4 separate regions of the Mus musculus genome follow, and all the other regions are linked to region 3. A link is a contact called in public ChIA-PET data. All regions are on one chromosome and are shown on one strand. Each heading gives the region's core, a stretch centred on a gene start, on an enhancer-like site or on the middle of the called end of the contact. The rest is flanking DNA. Distances are from core to core; before and after follow the strand shown.

Region 1 (4,746 bases), core at 1,020-3,519, 350 kb before region 3:
GGATCTCAGCTACTGCTCTAGTGCCATGCCAGCTTAAGGCCATCTCCCACCACGATGCTCATGTAACCTTCTGAAACTGTAGGCAGGCCGCCATTTAAATGATTTCTTTTCAAAGCTGCCTTGGCCATGTTGTCTTCTCACAGCAATAGAACAGTGGCTAAGACACTAACCTTAAAATGAAAGGAATGAGCAGGCAGGCCACACAGTGAAGTGTTGGAAACCTGGGGGCTGACCCTGGGAATCCTCTAGCATTGACAAACTAGATGTGAAGGCAGAGAAAAGACAAAGAAAACACCTTAAAATTCACCCTTAGCAACTGGGTGGCCAGGGGCACCTACTCTGTGGATGGGGACAGCTTGAGAGTAAGGTTTCTTTTAAATGGGAGACATGAGAGATCTGAGTTGTAGCTGAGTGTGTCTGAGAGGCCAGCTTGACCCCCAAGCACAGCTGGTGGTGGAAGTGCCTATATAATGAGTCTTAGAGGAGGGATGGGCCAGCGATGAAGGCGTGAGCTTGTCATGCTGGCAGTGGAAGCCACAGCCCGGCGGAACTGGGGCTCTGGCTGGGAGGTCTGGCCAGCAGGGTCTCACCGATTCTCCCTGTTGACTTTTGAGATCTGTTTCTGGAGCAAGTACTCTCTCAGAGTCTGGATGTCCTGGAAATGATCTGAGAGGAACTGCAACAGCGTTCTTTTCTTCTCCCGACTGCTGTCCGGGGTCACCAACTCACTCATGCCATGGATGCGCCTGGCTCTGCCATTCCATTCTCGGGCGCCCAGGTGCAGGACCTGGAGAAGGGGAGAGGGAAAGGACTGAGGTTGAACGTGGAGCTGGGTTCCACCCCTAACTCTTACAGCATGGCCTACCTTGAATCTCAGCCTGTGCTTCCTGAGTCTTTTAAATCCTTCTGATACCACTCCCGCCCTAATATGGGGGTGTAGCTCAGGACTAGAGTCTCTGTTTAATATTCATAAGGCACCGTGGTCAGTCCCCAGCATGTCCACGTCCTCAATCCTTAACCTTTGGGATTCAAAACATTTCTCCAAAGTCTTCCATTTAACCAACCATAAATTCATTCTTGAATGCAGCCAGTCTTGGTTTTCTCAGGTTCTTCTAATTTCCCACCAAGTCCTTATTTTTTTTTCCCAAACTACCATTATACTTTCATTTCTCACCAGTTCACTCCTGGGGGTTGGGGTGGTGGTGGTGGAATACGTACGTGCATAGTGTGCATTCAAATGTGTAGGTGTCCTTGCACGAATGTGCCCATGTATGGAGGCCAGCTGTCTTCCTCAATTGCCCCTGGCTTTATAGATCAAGGCAGGGTCTCTCACTTGTACCTGCAGCACCCCAACTCAGGTAGCCCAGCCAGTGGGTTTGCTTGAGGAATCAACTGTCTTTACCTCCAGAGTGCTGGGATTCCAGGTGAGCAGACATGCCCCGCTTCTACCAACTCTGGCCTTCATGCCTCAAGCACATGTGCTTCAATAATGAACCATTTCCCCAGCCCAAATTTTACCCAGTTCTCCCTAGGATTTTGCCAAATGGCTGATTTCTTTGCCATCCTGTCCACGTAACCTTCACCTTTACAGGTAGCGCTGGAAATGGAACCCACGGCAATGAGTACCAACAAAATACTCTACTACTAAATACATTCTCCAGGTTAACGAAGCTCTAGGAATCCCCCTCAGGTTCTTCCTCGGACCTCCAAATTAACTTCCTGGCTCCCGCCTGCACACCCTGTTCTTTGATTTTTGTTTGTTTCCTATTAAGGTTTAGTTATTTATTTACAGGCAGGATTTTACGTTGCCCTGCCTGCCCTCCAACTTGATACACAAAAGGATAACCTTGAACTCCTGATCCTGCTGCCTCCACCTCCCAAATACTGGGATTACAAGATCCTTAAATTCCCCCCAGGAATTTCGCGCAAAAGCATCATTAGTTCTACATCACCTCCAAACCCTTATCCCGTCCTTTCCCCCCAGGAAGAGCTGTCCTACTCCGCTGATTGGCTAAGCCACCCTCATCCCATTGGTTTCTCTATCAAGCGACTCGAGACTCTCTGTGGCCCTCGGCAGCCCCAGACGGCGTCTCCCGAGCGAGGTCCGGCAGGAGACGCTCTGTTTCCGCAGACTTTTGTTTCCCAGGAGGCTGAGAGAGGTCTCGAGAACCGAGCTACAAAGTGAACCATAGTTCCGGGACGCGGACGCTGCGGTCACCTACCGCTCTGGGCGCCGCCATCTTGCCAGGTAACGTAAACAGAAGAGGCAGGACGTTCCCTCCTAACACGTGGTTCAGACACCAAGGGCCACGCGTGTGGCCACGCCCCCTTCTGTTTTAGCCCGCCTTTTAAAGGCGCGCGTGCGGAGGAGACGGTCTTTCCTGTAAAGGATCTACTCCTCCCACTCCACCCCACCCCCGAGTGCGGTCGCAATTCTCTTGCGTTCATTGGTTTTTCAGTTTACACCCGATATCTCTACAGCAGAATCAGTACGACTGATTATGATTTTTTATTTATTGTTATTGTGCGTATACACGCGTGACATTCCGCGGCGCAGGTGTAGAGATGAGCCGAGTCTGGGTCCAGGAAGCGAACTGAGATCCACTGGCTTGCACAGCAAGCACCTTTACCCACGGAGCTACTTTGCTACCCTATTATTAGGTTTTTAAATTTTATTTTCTCTGTGTGTGCATGTAGCTCTACACCACGTGTGTTCAATGCCTTGGAGACCAGACGAGGACGCTGGATCCCTGGAATTGGAGTTGGCAGCCCCCGTGTGTGTGTGCTGAGAATTGAACCCAGATCTTCTGAAGGAGTAGTCAGTGCTCTTAACTGCCACTGAGACGTCTCTCCTCAGCGATGAGGTAGAGGCAGATTAGACTTGAGTATAAGAGACTATCTTTAGTTTGGAGTTCACATCTATACTTATTAAGAGAGTTATTACTTTTACATAAAGTCTCTCATGTATGGTATATTTGCCATGAACTTTTTTCAATTAAAAGCGTATATTTATCATTAATGTGTGTATGTGTTTTATGTATATGAGTGCAGGCACACTTGTGCTGTGGACAGAAGTTTATGAGGTGCTGGGGACTAAACCTCAGACCTCCTTCATGCTAGGCTAGCTCTTTACCAACTGAGCCACATCCACAGCCCTCAGTGTGAACTCTTGGTGGATTCTCTTCATTCATTCATTCATTCATGTTTGCTGAGCACTCGCAGTGGGTGCTGGGGTCGCACTAACAGCCCTTTTCTTAGGTAGTCATCATTCTAGGTAGAAAGACAATAGGTAAGAAATGAACACAAAATTAAAACTAGTGTTTGATAAAAAAAAGTAGGTAAAAACGGGCAATATATTAGGGTGTGGCGGGGTATAGGGCAGCAGTGAAGGTCTGTAGAGCAGGTGCATTTAACTGCAATGAGTGACAGGAGAGTCACCTACCCCAAGGCTTGGATAAAGGTGTTCAGGCAGAGGTAACAGCCTGTACAAAAAGCCTGAGGTCTTTGTCAGCTTGCAGAGAGGTGGAGACTTGACCAGAGTTGGGCAGTAGTGCTGGCTGCCTGGCTGCCCAGCAGGGGTTCATTCTAGTCACAGAGGGAGAGAGGACTTTCAGAGTCTGATTGACTTGTTGCAAATGTAACATGTTACATGAAGGATGATTCTGAGAGGACAGAGGTGGCCTTGAGACCAGCAAAGCGACTACTGCATAGTAGAGGTGAATGAATGAGGGGTGGGTGGCCGAGGTGAGGGCTGCTACAGACAAAAGCCTGAGAAACCAAAAGGGGCCACTCATGGAAATGGAGAAGCAGGGAGCGGTGGGTGTGTCGAGACCGAACAGCCCCCAACCACAGATGTCCTTGGGCTGTAATCCTTAGAGTCTGTATGTAGCTGTTACTTTCCTGTTGCTGTGATAAAATGCTGTGACTCAAGGCAACCTACAGAAGGGAGGTTGTTTTGGCTTGCAGTTCCAGAGGGCTAAGCGGCCATCATAGTGGGCACAAATCGTAGCAAACAGCAGGGATGGTGTCAGGAACAAGAAGCAGAGAGCTTCCATCTTCAGCTGAAGCCAGAGGCAGAGAAAGCAAACTGAAATGACTGGGCCTTAAACTCCCAAAGCTCACCTCCAACGAGGTCCTTCCTCCACTGAGGGTCCCCCTAAACCTCCCCAGTCCACCACCGACCACCCAACTGTCTGAGCCTATGGGGGACATTTTCCTTCAAACCACCACATTCTATTACTTTAAGAAGCCTTTACCTTCTCCTCCCCTCCGCTCTGAGCCCCACCCCCTTTCCTATATTGCTTTATAGTTCAGAGCTGGGATCATAGATGTGTACCTCAAGGCCAAGCTTAAGGCTCCTTTTTTTTTTTTTTTTTTTTTTTTTTTTTTTTTTGCAGGAAGGGTTCAAGACAGGGTATTTCTGTGTAGCTCTGGCTATTCTGGAATTCATTCCATAGACGAGGCTGGTCTCGAACTCCGAGATCCACCTGCCTCTCTGCCTCCCCAGTGCTGGGATTAAAGGCGTGTGACAACACCAGCTGGCCAGTTTAAGGACCTTGAGATGGGGTGTTATCATAGGTGACCGGGTAATGAATCAGGTGGGTCTCATCAGAAGGATGGCCAGTGGAGTCAGCAGGAGTCAGGATGCCGGACTCAAAAGTTTGGAGTGACACAGGAAAGCAGGAAGTTTCCAGAAGCTCAGGAGAGGAGAGCGTGGATTCTTTCCTAGAGTTTCCAGAAGCAGCC
Region 2 (5,027 bases), core at 407-2,906, 370 kb before region 3:
CGGGAGGCAGGTATGTCTGTTGGTAGTTTTCTCTGGGGTCTCCATTGAGCTCCACAGCATGGTGCTGTGAAGGCCTCTGGGGGTGCCCAAGAACCAGCATGGAAAGCGGGCAGGTGAGGCTGTGACGAGGCAGGCCTCTCCCAGAGCCACCACGCAGTGTGAGGTGGCACCTCAGCCCTCTCTGAGACGCTGTCTGCTCAGCTCCAAGGTGGCAATGAGGAGGCGCCTGAAGTGAGCTGCTGGTAGTAGGACCTGGGGCCAGGCCTGGCGGAAGGCATGGCTTTCTCTGTGGACACCTGTCTACCCAGGGCAGGGCACTTCTGGACTCTCCCAGGGTGCTGTGTTCCCCAGGAAGCAGAAGCTGTGTTGAGCTCAGTGTGGATCTCTTTTTTTTTTCTTTCTTCTTTTGGCAAGGGAGATGGATACAGAGGAAAGCCGGGAGCAGAGAGTAAGGCGAAAAGCTCTTTTCCAGCTGGGGACAGGGTGTGGCAGCATCGCCCCTGACTAGAGCCAATCAGTGAGGGCCAGGAGAGAGGCCTACTGAGCCAAGGGATGTGTTTGTTTGGGGTCCAGAAAGGAAGGCGCCCCTGGTAGTATCAGCCCGGCAAATCCTGAGCCTTATTAGGCCCGCCACATCTTAAGCAAGTTGCTTGGTCATGCTGTAGCCCTACTGGCTGCTGAAAGGTCACGGGCAGCTGGCATAAAGCCAGCACAGGGATGAACACTTGGAGTTAGAGGCCCTTGTCATCAGAGCCTTTCCCAGGAACCTCTTTTCAGAAGTGGGGTGGCCAGGATGACTGTCCAGAGGCCGCCTTGGATAAGCTGGGCATCCAGTCTAGAGCCAGACCAGCCCTGACCTGTCTTGGACTGGGTTGGGACATACAGTCTGTGACGGTGACACTTGGCATTACCAGCAAGGAAAGCCAGGTTTCCATGGCACTGGGGTCCCATCAGCTCTCGCCTGTGTGGAGGTGACAGGACAGGGGAGGACCCATCTCCTACTTCACACTGGGAGGTGGAGAGGCCTGGCACAATAGCATATGCTTGTAACCCCAGTTCTCAGGGAGCGGAGGCAGGAAGACTGCAAGTCTGAGACTAGCCTGGGCTACATGGCAAGAGGGTGTCATAAAACAAGCCACTGTGACGTGACGAGAGGAGAGGTCTTCATAGCAGCAGGTGGCCCCTACTGGTTTCTGGAAGGCCAAGTCTCCAACTGCAGCAGAGGACTCTGTCTTGTCCTCTTTCTTGCTGCAGAGTGTGGGCACTTTGGAGCCAGGGCTGGCCTGGTGTGGGTGGCGTGTGGAGGTCCCTTTCCCAGCCTTCTCGTGAGGCAGTTGTCCTTGTCAACTGTGAGAGCCAGGCAATCAGCAGGGAGAATGAGGTCCTGCGGTCCAGGCCATCTGCCTCCCAGGGAGCAGGGCTCCTCTTCCCTGGAGTCTGACCAGTATCAGCCCCCTCTGTCACTCTGGCTGCCCTCCCAGCTGTGGTGGTGACAGGGAGTGGTGTTTGTTCACGGCTGTGAAGCAGCAGCAGGTGCTGAGGCAAAGCACTGATTCCCGTGAGACTGGCAGCTTCCTGGTGCAGGTTAGATCTGCCTGGGTGCTGTGCATAGCCACGGCTGGGCTGTCAGATTTGTTTATGTTTGGTGGTGGTGGAGATGGAGCCCAGGGCCTCACACATACCAGGCAGGCACTTTACCAAGGAGCCCCACCCCAGCCTGGGACTGTGTGTGAGCACCTTCTTCCTGCCCCTTTGTGGTGACTGTCATGTAGAAGCCCCAGTGCCTGGGCCTTTTGAGTTTGTGGGAAGTCTCAAGGCAAGCGCACCCCTCCTCTGCCAGAGTTCCTCCTCCAGCATTGTCTTATGCAGCATAGCAAGGGCTTTTGGAATTTTTTTGTGCCCATCCAAAGACATCTGACAGATGACTGTGAAGGCCAAGGCTTGGTGGCATGTGCGGAAGCAGAGGCAGGAGGATTGCCACAAATTCAAGGCCAGCCTTGCCTACATTCATAGAAAATCCAGGCTTGCTGGGTGTGGTGGTGTACACCTTTAATCCCAGCAGTTGGGAGGTAGAGGCAGCCTGATCTACATAGTGAGTTCCAGGACAGCCAGGGCTACCAAGTGGGACCTGCCTTAAGAAACAATCATGTAAGCAGGGCAGTGGTGGCGCAGGCCTTTAATCCCAGCACTCAGGAGGCAGAAGCAGGCGGACCTCTGAATTCGAGGCCAGCCTGGTGTACAGAGTGAGTTCCAGGACAGCCAGGGCGACACAAAGAAACCCTGTCTGGAAAAAAACAAACACCAAAAACCAAAAAAAAAAAAAAAAGAAGAAGAAAGAAAGAAAGAAAGAAAGAAAGAAAGAAAGAAAGAAAGAAAAAGAAAGAAACAATTATGTAACTCCATTGCCTTGTTTTTGTTTTTTTGTTGTTATTGTTTTGAGACGTGGTCTCACTGTGTAGCCATGGCTGGTCTGGAACTACCTTTGTAGACCAGGCTGGCCTTGAACTCACAGAGATCTATCTGGCTGCCTCCCAAGGAGGTGAGCCACCCCAGACTCATTAACTTTTCATATGAAGAACAACTCTGCAGTAAAAGGTTGGGAACGGCCAGTGCCAGACAGCTGCTTCAGAGTGAGCTCATACTCTGGGAGACCACAGGGGCCATAAAATGCTTCTTTGCGAGTCAGGCTCTGCGGGACTATAGGACATCATGACCCACAGTGTTCTCCCAAGGCTGTGCATTGTGACCCCTTTCAGTGATGTTAAGAGAGGCCCAGCGTGCCTTGAAACAACCACAGACCCATCCAGTCCTCTGACTTGCACATAGATGCAATTCGCCTTTGGTGGTGATCTAACATCCATCCAGCAGGGCTTTTTCCTCCATTCATTCATTCATTCATTCATTTTATATCCCAATATCAGGCTCCCCCTCTCCTCCCATTTCCCCCCTCACAATCTTCTCCCCCTCCCCTTCATCTCTGAAAAGGGGGAGGTCACTCCAGGGTATCATCCCACATCCTCTCCCACTGCGGCCAGACAAGGGGAACAGGATCCACAGACAGGCAACAGATTCAGGGTCAGCCCCGACTCCAGTTGTTTGGGTCCCTGCAAGAAGACCAAGCTGCACATCTGCAACATGTGTCCAGATTAGTTGTCTCTGTTGGTCTTCCTGTGGAGTCCCTGTCCTCTTCGGATCCCTCAGGCGTTCCCCCAGCTCTTCCACAAGACTCCCTGAGCTCCGTCTAATGTTTGGCTGTGGGCGTCTTCATCTGTTTCAGTCTGCTGCTAGGTAGAGCCTTTCAGATGACAGCCAGACTATGCTCCTGTCTGAAAACATAGCAGAGCACCATTAATAATTTCAGGGATTGGTTCTTGCCCAAGGGATGCATCTCAATTTGGGGCAGTCATTGGTTGGCCATATCCTCTGTCTCTGCTCCATCTTTGTCCCTGAACATCTTGCAGGCATGGCACATTTTGGGTCAGGTTTTGTGGGTGGGTTTGTGCCCTTATCCCTCCACTGAGAGTCCACTTCAGCATCCATATCCTCTACTGCTATGAGACGCAGCTAGAGTCACCCTCATAGACTCCTTGGGGCCTCCTTCCCTCTGGCACAGGTCTCAGGCCTGTCCTAGAGGCCTCCCCCAGGGCTTTTATTTGAAGAAAAGGTTTTATTTCTGTGAATAGATATGGACTTTGCTGTTGGTACTGGTGGAGGTGGATTAGTTCAAGACACAAATCTCACAGTTTCTCATTGGGAAGAAAGCCTTGGGCTGGAGCTGTATCAGTGGTAGAATATTTGCTGGCATGCCTGCCTGAGGCCCTTGGTTCCATATCTAGCACTATAAAAAAAAGAAGGGAAAGGAGGGTGTTGACAGCCCCAAGGGAAGGAGAGCCACATTCCCTCAGTGTTGTGGCCCTTGGGCCATTGGATGGCTCCCTGTATCTGTGAGCACAGGGGCAGCCACATAGGGGCTTAGTGGCTCACAGTGCAGACCAGGCTGGCCTTAAACTCTCTGAGATCTGTCTCTGACTCCCAGGTGCTGGGATTAAAGGCCAGTGAGTTATTAATTAAAAAATGAAGAAAAAGAAAACAACATGAAGTCTGGAGGAGAACAGAGGGTGTTCCCAAAAGATTGGAGGTGGGGATGAGGGGTGGGCGTGACTTAAACATCTCGTGTTCATGGATGAAATTACCAAAGAACCCTGACTAATACACCAAGTAATTTCTGAAAAGGCACGTGTAGAGTGATGGTCTAGTGCGTCTTCTCGCACTGACCATGTACCCTGAAGGCTGAAATCAGATATTTATAAAGCCCTCGCCTGCTACTTTCTGTGCAGGACAGCCCTGTCATACACAAAGTTCAGTTATACCCTTCAAAGACGAGTGTCAGGGATGGTGCTAACGTAAACCATTCTCCCCTTGCTGAGAGTTACCAAGAAGGATTATCTGGTCAAACAAGTCTCTCCTGAGATAGGTCGTATCTATGGGACCGCCTGGCCTTATGACCCCCTAAGTTCGCCACCTTCTACAGTCTGGCTCTTAGTTATCTTTGAATTGAAAACAAAGGCTTACTTCTGGCTTGCAATCCTCCTGCCTTAGCCTCCAAAGTGCTGGGCTCAAAGGCCTGCTCTACCACACTGACCTGGCTACTGCCTTCTCGGTAGGAAGCCCTGGGGAGGACGGGGCTGGTTCCAGGTGGTCCACAGCATTGGCCTGATGCGCCTCCCCACTGCACTGCTCATCACGCTCACAGCTGCCTCCTCCTGCCAGGTGTGCTCATGTACCGGGACTACCCGCTGGAGCTGTTCATGTCCCAGTGCTACGGCAACGTGAATGACCCAGGCAAGGGACGCCAGATGCCTGTTCACTACGGCTGCAAGGAACGCCACTTCGTCACCATTTCCTCTCCACTGGCCACGCAGATCCCTCAGGGTGAGGACCTGTGCTCTGAGCCTTACGCATGCAATACCTGTGGCCCAGCTCTCTGTGGGCCCAGGCCTCCCGCCTGCTAGTTGAGTAGAACCGTT
Region 3 (4,358 bases), core at 332-2,831:
AAACACTGTCCAAACATAAACCTTTACACCCCACCCAGGGCCTACAAGCACACCAGCCAACATCCCTTACCCCTGTTACCTGGACTGGTCTCTTTACCCCAGAGCCAGACCTCTCTTTCTTGGGGCCTACCTTCTTCCTGTGCACCATAGCTAACTACTACCCAGGGTCCCGCGGGCCCTCACCTCCCTTTCAGAACGTGAAACTCCTGAAGCTGAGGCCACCCCATGCCCTTTAGGGTCTCATCCTCTCTATTTCCATCCACCCTCCTGACACCATCTTCGCTTGCCACTCTCTCCCATCTTGTCACCACCTCTACCTTATTTTCTCAGATACTAGGCCCCCTCCTGTTACCCCCCCCCGCTGGTCACCCCCATTTATTTATATCACCTATTCCTCCTATTCACTCTTCTGTCGGCCATCTCTAGACCTCCAAATCTGACACCTCTGCCCATCGCCTCTCTTTATCACCCCCTCCAACTCGGTCCCCTTCCTCTCCCTGTCACCCTGATCTAATCCTGTTACCCCTCCATTCCTGTTATCAGTACTCTCCCCTAGTTGCTCCTTTTCTGTCACTCCCCACTTCCTACCACTTCTTCCACTCTGTCACCCCTTCCCACACCATTCCGCCCACCTCTTTTGCCCTGTACCCCTTTCCCGTCCCTGCCACCTGTCCCCTCTCGGCCTCCAGCTCCCCTCCACCCCCACGCAGTGTCAGCCCTAGCCCCGCCCTTCACCTCGGGCTCCGCGGGGTTTCGGGGCGGGGGGCCGTGGCCCCGGCTCAGTCCGGTCCGGTCCCTCCCCGCCCCCCCTCCGGCTCTCCCTCTCGATTCTCCCTTTTTTTTTTACTCCAACACACAAAATGGTGAATGGACCTGCAACAGCTGGAGCAACCAGCCAATAAACGGCCACAACCCCGGTGACCGGCGCCAACCTAGACCAATAGATATTCGCTGTCTAGTCGGCTCCGCCTATCATCCGCAAGCGACACTTGCTACCACCAATTGCGCTCTTCCGGCAGCGCCAAGGGGCGGGGTCAAATTCCAAGACCGGCCTCCCTCCGGGACCGACACCAACCTAAGCCTACGACTGCCTGATCTGCCTAGAACTCTACCTTACAACAAGTAATGGACACCTCCTTTAACCAATTAACAGACTATTTATATGCCGAATGACAATTACAGTACCCAATCACCATCCATCTTAAGCAAGAAACCACCCCCTGCGAGGGACAGTAACCAATAAAATGAAGGGAGGCGGGACTAAAGGATATGCCCTCCAATAAACAAGCTCGAGAGGCGTGGCCCGAGGGTTTGTTGACCAGCTGAACGCAATGCCTGCTGGGAATAGTAGTCTTCTTCTGTATCCGGCCCGTAGTCAGAAGCATAAGTCAGACTACAACTCCCATGTGACAGAGTGCATGGAGCTCCAAAGAACCCGGGCGAAGAGAAAAAGTCGGAAAGGGCAGCTCCTCCTGAGTCTCGCTGGACACTGGGAACATCTTAGACCCAGGGCCCCGACTCACCCGGATTGCTGGCTCTGGCGTCGCCAGTGGCTCCTCGCTGAGGCGGCTGTAGCGGCACGAGGGGGAGGTGCAAAGAGCAGCCAACCGACACCCGCGAGCCCCGCAGCCAATCAGCAACGGCAGGGGCGGTGCAATGACCTCACCGGTTCTACTCTCTTACCCCTCCCCCACGTGGTTGTTGGTGCTGGTAAACCAGAGTAGAGAAGTTTGGGGTAGGGGGATGGGAGGAGAACTAGTGATGTCACCTTTCCTCTGCATGATTGGCTGTCGGGTGGCCGGACTACGGCCAATCAACAGTCTCAAAAAGTCTGGCGCGGCCCCGCGGAAAGCCCTGTTGCCACCAGAAGGAGAGAGGACCTGCGGTTGTAGGGTAGCGCGCTCTGCAGTACTGGCAACCCGCGTGGCCTGTGGCCGTGATGTCAACTCCAAGACTTTTTGATTTTAGGACGGCGCACTTTTCTGATCGCACCCTCCAATCTCCAAACTTTTCTTTTGCGTCACTTCCTGGGGTTTCACACTTCATTCCGAAGGCGAATAGCCCTATGGCTTTTCACACCTGAGGAAAGATGTGTAAAAATCTTGGGGTGGGTGTCACACCGGAGGTGAGGAGAAGAGCATGTGCCACATACCCTCTGAGGCATAGACAGCTGTTGCCCCGGTGCCGAGTTTACACCAGGTGTGACTATCCCTAGCTTCAGTCTTCCCATCAGGTTTCCCTTGGATCAAAGGATAATGGAGAATGGTGTACTCCTCCTCTAATGAAGGTTTCTCTTGCATATGATGGATACTCAAGACTGTAATAGTGAAACACACACACACACACACATCTGGTCTATTGTAGCACATCTTACTGTTGGTGCTGGTTAGTTTTTAAGTTGACACAAGTACCAAATCCTGACATAGAGTGAACCCCAATTGTCTCCAAAAGATTGCCCTGTAGGCAAGTCAGTGCAGTACTATCTTAATTAGTGGTTGGTGTAGGAGGGTCCAACCCATTGTGGGTGGGTGCAACCCCTGAGAAAGTGGTCCTGGGAAGCAGGCGAAACAAACCATGGAGAGCAAGCCATTATGAAGGGTTCTTGCATGGCTTCCCCATTGAATTCTTGCCCAGAGTTCCTGCCCTGACGCCCCTTCAGATGGGCTTGATGAAATATAAGTTGAGATAAACCCCTTTCTCATTGAGCTGCTTTTAGTTATTCTGCTTTCCTTATGCTTGCACTATGCTCTGTAAGAGAATGTTCTGGGATATATGGCTGCTTCACATAGGACATGCAAAAAGCACCCATTATCTATGGCACTTACAGTGAGGCAACTTCTCGATATCTACAGGAAGTTCCCACCGTGCCGCAGACCCTATTGATCCCTTGTCTGCATGGAACGGGTCTCTAGTCTCAGGTGGGCAAGGAGTCAGCGGGAATGGATGGACAGACTCAACACAAGGGAGTGTGGATCTGAATGTAATTTGTCAAATTGAGCATCAAACTTTTTATACAGAAGAAAATAGGGAAGATGGGTGACACCAGCAAGGTACAAAGAGGTTACTGGATTCTTACACAAAACAGAGGAATGCAAACACGGAAGAACTGGCAGGAACCAACTGAGATAAAATTCTGTTAACAACTGGGATCAGAAACAGCTCCACCTAAGGTCCACTTAATCTTAGAAGCCAGGGGCTTGTGCCCTTGCCATAGTTCCTACTCTAGTCTATTGTATAGTCCACCTTCCCCCTAGGCCATTGTAAATACTTGCGTTTGGGTGTAACTCAGCTATCTATAGTTCTAAGTATCTACTCTGGTTCCTCTTTAGGTCACTTTAGGTTCTAAGTATCTACTTCTGGTTCCTCGTTATCTTCCTAGATAATGGTCAATTTCCAGGCAGCGGTGGCACACGCCTTTAATCCCAGCACTTGGGAGGCAGAGGCAGGCAAATTTCTGAGTTCAAGGCCAGCCTGGTCTACAGAGTGAGTTCCAGGACAGCCGAGGCTACACAGAGAAACCCTGTCTCAAAAACCAAAAACCAAAAGCCAAAAGCCAAAAAAAAAAAAAAAAAAAAAAAAAGATAATGGTAAATTTCTGTGTAGGGCAGTGACTTAGCTATCCATGCCCAAGGTCAGATCAAGGACTGCCTAGAATCTAACTTAGCTATATGTCAAAATATCAATTCTTAGGAGCACTTGTAATAAAGCAATATTAAGGGAAAGCACACAGATCCGTTTACCAACTAAAGCAAGGACATTGGCGCATTCTTTATACAGGATGCCACGATTCCAGGAGACTAAGTTTCCGTGAACTTTTCGCCTCGGGACAGCGCCCAGGTTTTCAGAGCCTGTGGCGCTTGTCACTACTGGAGTGGATGTAGCACCACCTTCCACGGGGATTCAAGGAAATTTGACTGTCCTTACAAGTTCACAGAGAACTTAGTCTATTACCCATGCTATTGTAGAACTCTGTTCTCTGAAGTGCTAGAAATACAACCATTAAGACCGTGTTTGGGCTGGTGAAGAGCACTAGCTAAAGGACCGAGATTTGAGGCCAAGCATCCGTGTGGTAACTCACAAGCATTGGGCAACTCCAGTTCTAGGGACCCAACACCTTCTTCTGGCCTATGCAGACATAAGGCACACACGTTGTTCACAGCTGTACATACAGGCATATTTAAAACTTAAAACATGCACATGTTAGCGGGCAGTGGTGGCACATGCCTTTAATTCTAGCACTTGGGGCAGAGGCAGGTGGAACCTCTGAGTTCAAGGCTAGCCTGGTCTACAAATGAGTTTCAGGACAGCCAGGACTATATATAGTAAGACCCTGTTGCCCAAACAAACAAAACATTTGG
Region 4 (4,549 bases), core at 1,858-4,357, 450 kb before region 3:
AGGGCTGCCTCTCTCTAGCCCACTTTTTCCAGAGGAGCTTCTCTCTTCATACAGGCCAGGCATTTTCCTCTCTGGATTCCAACAGGCAACAGTGAGCTTTTCTTTTATCTTTGTCCCTCCACTTCCTCCTCCCCTGCCTTCTTAGCTAAAGAAGCCTCCCTTGTGAGGCCACAGTGACTGGGGAGGAGCCTTGCCTGTCTGCCCCTCCCTACTCTGCTTTTTAGCCCCTTGGCTTCCCAGACTCTCATGCAGTTGGTTGTAAATTCTTCCAGGAGCTGTTTTTCTGTCTACTTTTCAGGATTTAAAAAAAATTTTTTTCAAAAACTTTAAAAAAAAAAAAAGTTTAAGAAGCAAATTGCAGAGGGAGGAAGCATTGACTTTTTTTGGTAATTATGCTTTTTTTTTTTTTTTTTTAATTTTTAGAATTTGTCTGTTTTTACTGTGGGTCAGCCGTTGATACTTCATCAAATAACCATTTCTTTGCTGAGTTCAGGTAACCGAGGAAGAGCCACACCCTCGAAACAACAAAATCACCTTTAACCTAACTTTTTATATGATGTCTCAGTTCCCCGTAACTTTGCACACAAGCGTCTGTTCAGTTGGATTGTAACTGCTTTTTGTACTTGGAGAGAGTGTGACTATTGAACTTGAAACCTTTTACTCCAGGAGTCGTGGTAGTTTCTGGTGGGCATAAGCGGGTGAGAGGGTGAAGGGAAGGTGGGGGTGGGGCCAGCTTCCCTTTAGACCCTAAAGTTCCTCCACCACCACCACCACCACCACCTCCACCTCCACCACCACCTCCACCTCCATTGCTCTTCCAGGTGCCAGACCTGCAATGTTTTACAGTGGTCCTTTTGATTACTCTCACTTCCCGAATGTTCTAACCGGACCTTAGCAAACCGCACTTATTACAAGATGTTTTACCCTGTTTTGTTTTGTTTTCTTTCAATAAATGACATGGCACCTCTTATCAGGAAGGAAGCAGGGTTGAAACCCTGAAGTGTTACTGCAGTTGGCCTTTAATTGGGATGGGAACCTTTGAAGGGGAAATGCCTCGATCATTTATTTAAACAAAGTGGGTCTGTACTTCACATAACCCAGATGCTCCTTGTGCAGGGACAGACAGGTGAGAGCTGTAAGAATGAGACTATGCTGGCGCAGGCCCCTCTCCGGGTGTGTTGCCCAACCTACCCTAAGGTCCAGCCTGGATGCTGCTCTCAGGGTGGCCCTGTACCGCCACCTGTGCAGGTGTTGGCTGCCTACTCTTCCCTACCTATCATCCTGAACAGTTCTAGGGATGTGAGCACTGCAGAAATGACCCTAGCCCCTCTTCTTGGAGTTCCTCCTCTAGGGAATACAAATTTGTAACCAGTTACAGCGCCAAGCATTTAGAGAGACCCTGAAGTAATAGGCAGGGCTTTCTGGAAAAGAGGAAAATGCAGGGTGAGCTGTGGGGTGGGACTCTAGCCCACTGTCCTTTCTAGCTTCATTTCTCCTGTGCAAGCTGTGTTTTTCACATCTGATGCAGTGTGTGGGCAGCTCGCCCAGCTCCCTTGTAGAAACTAGGGAGCCTTTGAAGAGCCACAACCTATCAAAAGAAGCTGGGGGTTGTGACAAGAGCCTGTATCCAAAGGTATGCATACCACTTACAGTGCCCCAGGACCTAGGTGCAACATGGCTAGACACCAGGAGGGAGTAGATGCAAGGCTGAGGGGGGACCATGTCGGTGCCTAAAAGATACTTGTCACTGGGCTGTGGTGGCACGCTCCTTTAATCCCAGCACTTGGGAGGCAGAGGCAGGTGGATTTCTGAGTTCCAGGACAGCCAGGGCTATACAGAGAATCCCTGTCTGGGGGAGGGGGGAAGGGGAGGAGAGACACTTGTCAAGTTGCTCTAGGAGAAGGTAAGGAGGGGTCCTTGTCCCTAGCCTGGGAAATGCTGCTCTTGGCATATGTGTGTTGGGCAGCATCGCCCTCTGCTGGCCATTCCTGGTGATGCAGCTGGGTTTTTACCAGGCCATTCCCCAAATGTCGGGAATGCTTACCAAGTTCTAACTCTTCCAAACCTGTTTCAAGATTAATGCACCACCTTCCTCGTTGTGATCTCCAGTTCCTTTCCTTGGTTCCCTACCCCAAACCTTATGGGTTCCAAACACCTCATAGGGCTACGAAGCCCTTTATGATCTGACACTGACACGTGGCCTCCATTTTTTTTTTTGAGTCTGGGTTCTCTGGCTGCCCTGGAACTCGCTCTGTAGACCTGGCTGGCCTCGAACTCAGAAATCTGCCTGTCTCTGCCTCCCAAGTGCTAGGATTAAAGGTGTGCACCACCACTGCCCAGCTTCCAATAATCTTTTATTTTTTGCTTTCTTGAGAAAAACTTGCCATGTAACCCTGGCCGGCCTTATTCAAGACAAGATTTCGTCAAACCCTCAGTGATATCCCTGCCTCTGTCTCCTGAGTGCTGTATGCTCTGCATAGTAAACAGTTAACAGCACCCAGAAGTACCTTTGTCAGCAAAACTGCCTGAAGTACTTCCTAACTCCTGCCCATGCCTTTCAGGTCTCATCTGGGGGCTTTATCCCTGCCAGAAAGTCTCTGACCCTGCCTGTGGTGAGCAGGTCCTTCCCTTTTACACAGCGAATTCCTCATATCTGCAGGTTTCCTTCTTGTTTGGAAACACAAAGGTTCTCCCCCCAATTTAATCTCATGCCAGCCCTACAGGCTGGATGTGATGATAGAAGGAAGTCAAATCTACAGAGAGCACAAAGTTGGATGAGATGGTTCGGCGGTTAAAGATGCTTGCTGCCAACCTTGACTGAATTTTATCCACACTCCCATAAGTTGTCTTCTGACCGCATAAGTATTTTTAAGAGGACTCGAGGGTCTATGCGATAGGGCCAATACAACCACTCCAAATATTAACACACGAGGACCTCAAGTTAGAGTAGCGATCAAATGACACACGGTCCCCGCTGACTTTCCCATTTGATAGGTTTAAGATCCATCAGCGGGGCTACGCATGCGCATAAGAGAAGGCCCGCCTTTGACCCGGAACTTTGATGCTTGGGTGCCGCATAAAGACGCTTGCGTAACCGGAAGTACCTGCGGGTACCTAGGGTCCAGCCTGGCTTCCGGAGCCCGCTGTGGCGGTTACTGTGTTGAAGAGACCTGTTATGGAGGCGGTGGCAGCTGCAGAGGTGACGGAGAGGAAGCCGGATAATGGTGAGACGTTTGCCAGGCTCAGGTGACCGGAGGGTGCTCTTGCGGTGTGACCAGGAAATGGTTCCGGCAAGCGCTGAGGACTCTAGGAAGTCTGACCGCCGCTTACTGGCACTTTCAACACTTGGTCCACCTTGTGGGTCTGGTTATTCGGCCTTGTAGCAGGTTGACGTTTCCCTTCTTCTTTGAAATGAACCCCTTTCCATGTCCTAGGCTAACCCACTTTTTTTTTTACCATGCCAACGCTTCAAGCAAATAACAACTCTCCTGCAGATTCTTCCAGTCTCAGACCAACCTTTCTCAAGTTAACATCATTTCTGTGCCAACCTGAGTTTCTCCGTATCCCAAGCTAGCTCTCCTCTTGTCCCATGAAAGCTCACATCAAACCAACAGCCCCCATTGCATTCTAACCCTTCCTGACCCCAACGTCTGCCTCTTTAGGTCCTAAAGTTCTCATTCCGCCCCTTTAGGTCCTTTCTCCCTCGCACCTTCAATGCCTTTTACTTTGCTACTGACTTCCTACAAGTATTGGCTTGGGGGGGCGGGGGCGGGGGCTTTTGTTTTGTTTTGTTTTGGGGTTTTGTTCACAGCCTTTTATTATTGCCAAGGTCAGCCTCCAAATTGCTGTCCTCCAATCCCAGGTCCCAAGGTACTGAGTTTACAGCCCTGTGCCACCACGCCTGTCTTTAATGTTTCATAGTAGTCTGATGTGCGATGACAACTTGGAACTGGGAGTTACTGAAGCTGAATAGCAGATTATGAATGTAGAGGCAGAGGTGTGTTCTAGTGTGTGTTTCAATCTTTGATAATCTCCAATTGTGGTGATTTATATCTGTAACCCCAGCACTTGGGAGACTGAGGCAGGAGATTACCCTTAAGTTTGAAGACATCCTAAACTACATAGTGAGTTCCAGACTACAAAGTCAAACCCTGTACTATGAGGCCCTGCTTCAAAGTATATATATTAACATTTTCTGTAACAAAATTGTATGTATCTTTTAAACTTTCTGGTGCTGGGCCTCAAGCCTTACAAATGCCAATCACATTTGCTACCATGAAGCCATAAAAGAGAATCTGGGGCAAGATGTGGTGAAATGGGCCTATAGTCAGGAGCCTAGAAGGTTCAAAGCCAGGGATTAAGGCCGTAGCTTATTAGTGGGATGTTTGCATAGCATGCCTGAGGCCCTGGGTTCAATCCCCAGCACCATCTAAACTGTGTGTGGTAGAGCAGGCCTGTCCTCCTAGCACTGCCAAGACACTGCTCATAATTTTCTTACCCATCACCTACTACAGCGTGCTCTCCACCCTGAACTTGTTCCAGTCAGGTA

The links. ChIA-PET counts read pairs in DNA pulled down with a chosen protein or histone mark.
Region 1: an RNA polymerase II ChIA-PET map of memory CD8 T cells shows a contact between it and region 3, with 44 read pairs. The contact joins the promoter of Dmac2 here to the promoter of Cic in region 3. A contact is called at or near these places in 5 of 39 promoter capture datasets (the C10 cell line, cranial neural crest, hippocampal neurons and 1 more), 7 of 115 datasets of contacts at active chromatin or transcription factors (bone marrow-derived macrophages, embryonic limb bud, embryonic stem cells and 3 more) and 3 of 9 other capture datasets (adipose tissue, liver and pancreatic islet).
Region 2: an RNA polymerase II ChIA-PET map of memory CD8 T cells shows a contact between it and region 3, with 5 read pairs. The contact joins the enhancer-like site here to the promoter of Cic in region 3. A contact is called at or near these places in 5 of 39 promoter capture datasets (the C10 cell line, cranial neural crest, hematopoietic stem and progenitor cells and 2 more), 6 of 115 datasets of contacts at active chromatin or transcription factors (bone marrow-derived macrophages, embryonic limb bud, embryonic stem cells and 2 more) and 3 of 9 other capture datasets (adipose tissue, liver and pancreatic islet).
Region 4: an RNA polymerase II ChIA-PET map of memory CD8 T cells shows a contact between it and region 3, with 14 read pairs. The contact joins the promoter of Ccdc97 here to the promoter of Cic in region 3. A contact is called at or near these places in 4 of 39 promoter capture datasets (the C10 cell line, cranial neural crest, liver and 1 more), 2 of 115 datasets of contacts at active chromatin or transcription factors (memory CD8 T cells and pancreatic cancer cells) and 3 of 9 other capture datasets (adipose tissue, liver and pancreatic islet).

Annotation. Positions count from the first base shown.
Region 1 is chr7:25,616,937-25,621,682 of GRCm38.p6, reverse strand. Dmac2 (distal membrane arm assembly complex 2) reads right to left here and starts at 2,269. Exons shown (of 6, transcript NM_001290487.1): 1 at 2,223-2,269; 2 at 591-787. The coding sequence starts at 2,240. Gm38969 (a long non-coding RNA gene) reads left to right here and starts at 2,022. Exons shown (of 2, transcript XR_881901.3): 1 at 2,022-2,248; 2 at 2,698-3,015.
Region 2 is chr7:25,633,145-25,638,171 of GRCm38.p6, reverse strand. Bckdha (branched chain ketoacid dehydrogenase E1, alpha polypeptide) reads left to right here. Exons shown (of 9, transcript NM_007533.5): 4 at 1-10; 5 at 4,771-4,932. Among named protein-coding and RNA genes, the nearest start is that of B3gnt8, 8.0 kb to the right of the region's middle. Within about 2 kb of position 1,656, at least 61 of the 459 cell types and tissues checked have an H3K27ac peak or open chromatin away from gene starts, as enhancers often do. A contact at or near this core is called in memory CD8 T cells, pancreatic islet and pre-B cells, where this site is marked.
Region 3 is chr7:25,264,922-25,269,279 of GRCm38.p6, reverse strand. Cic (capicua transcriptional repressor) reads right to left here and starts at 1,581. Exons shown (of 21, transcript NM_001302811.1): 1 at 1,524-1,581. Gm45974 (a long non-coding RNA gene) reads left to right here. Exons shown (of 3, transcript XR_001778066.2): 3 at 883-947.
Region 4 is chr7:25,717,593-25,722,141 of GRCm38.p6, reverse strand. It overlaps Ccdc97 (coiled-coil domain containing 97), which reads left to right and starts at 3,107. Exons shown (of 5, transcript NM_028771.3): 1 at 3,107-3,224. The coding sequence starts at 3,176. Hnrnpul1 (heterogeneous nuclear ribonucleoprotein U-like 1) reads left to right here. Exons shown (of 15, transcript NM_144922.3): 15 at 1-981.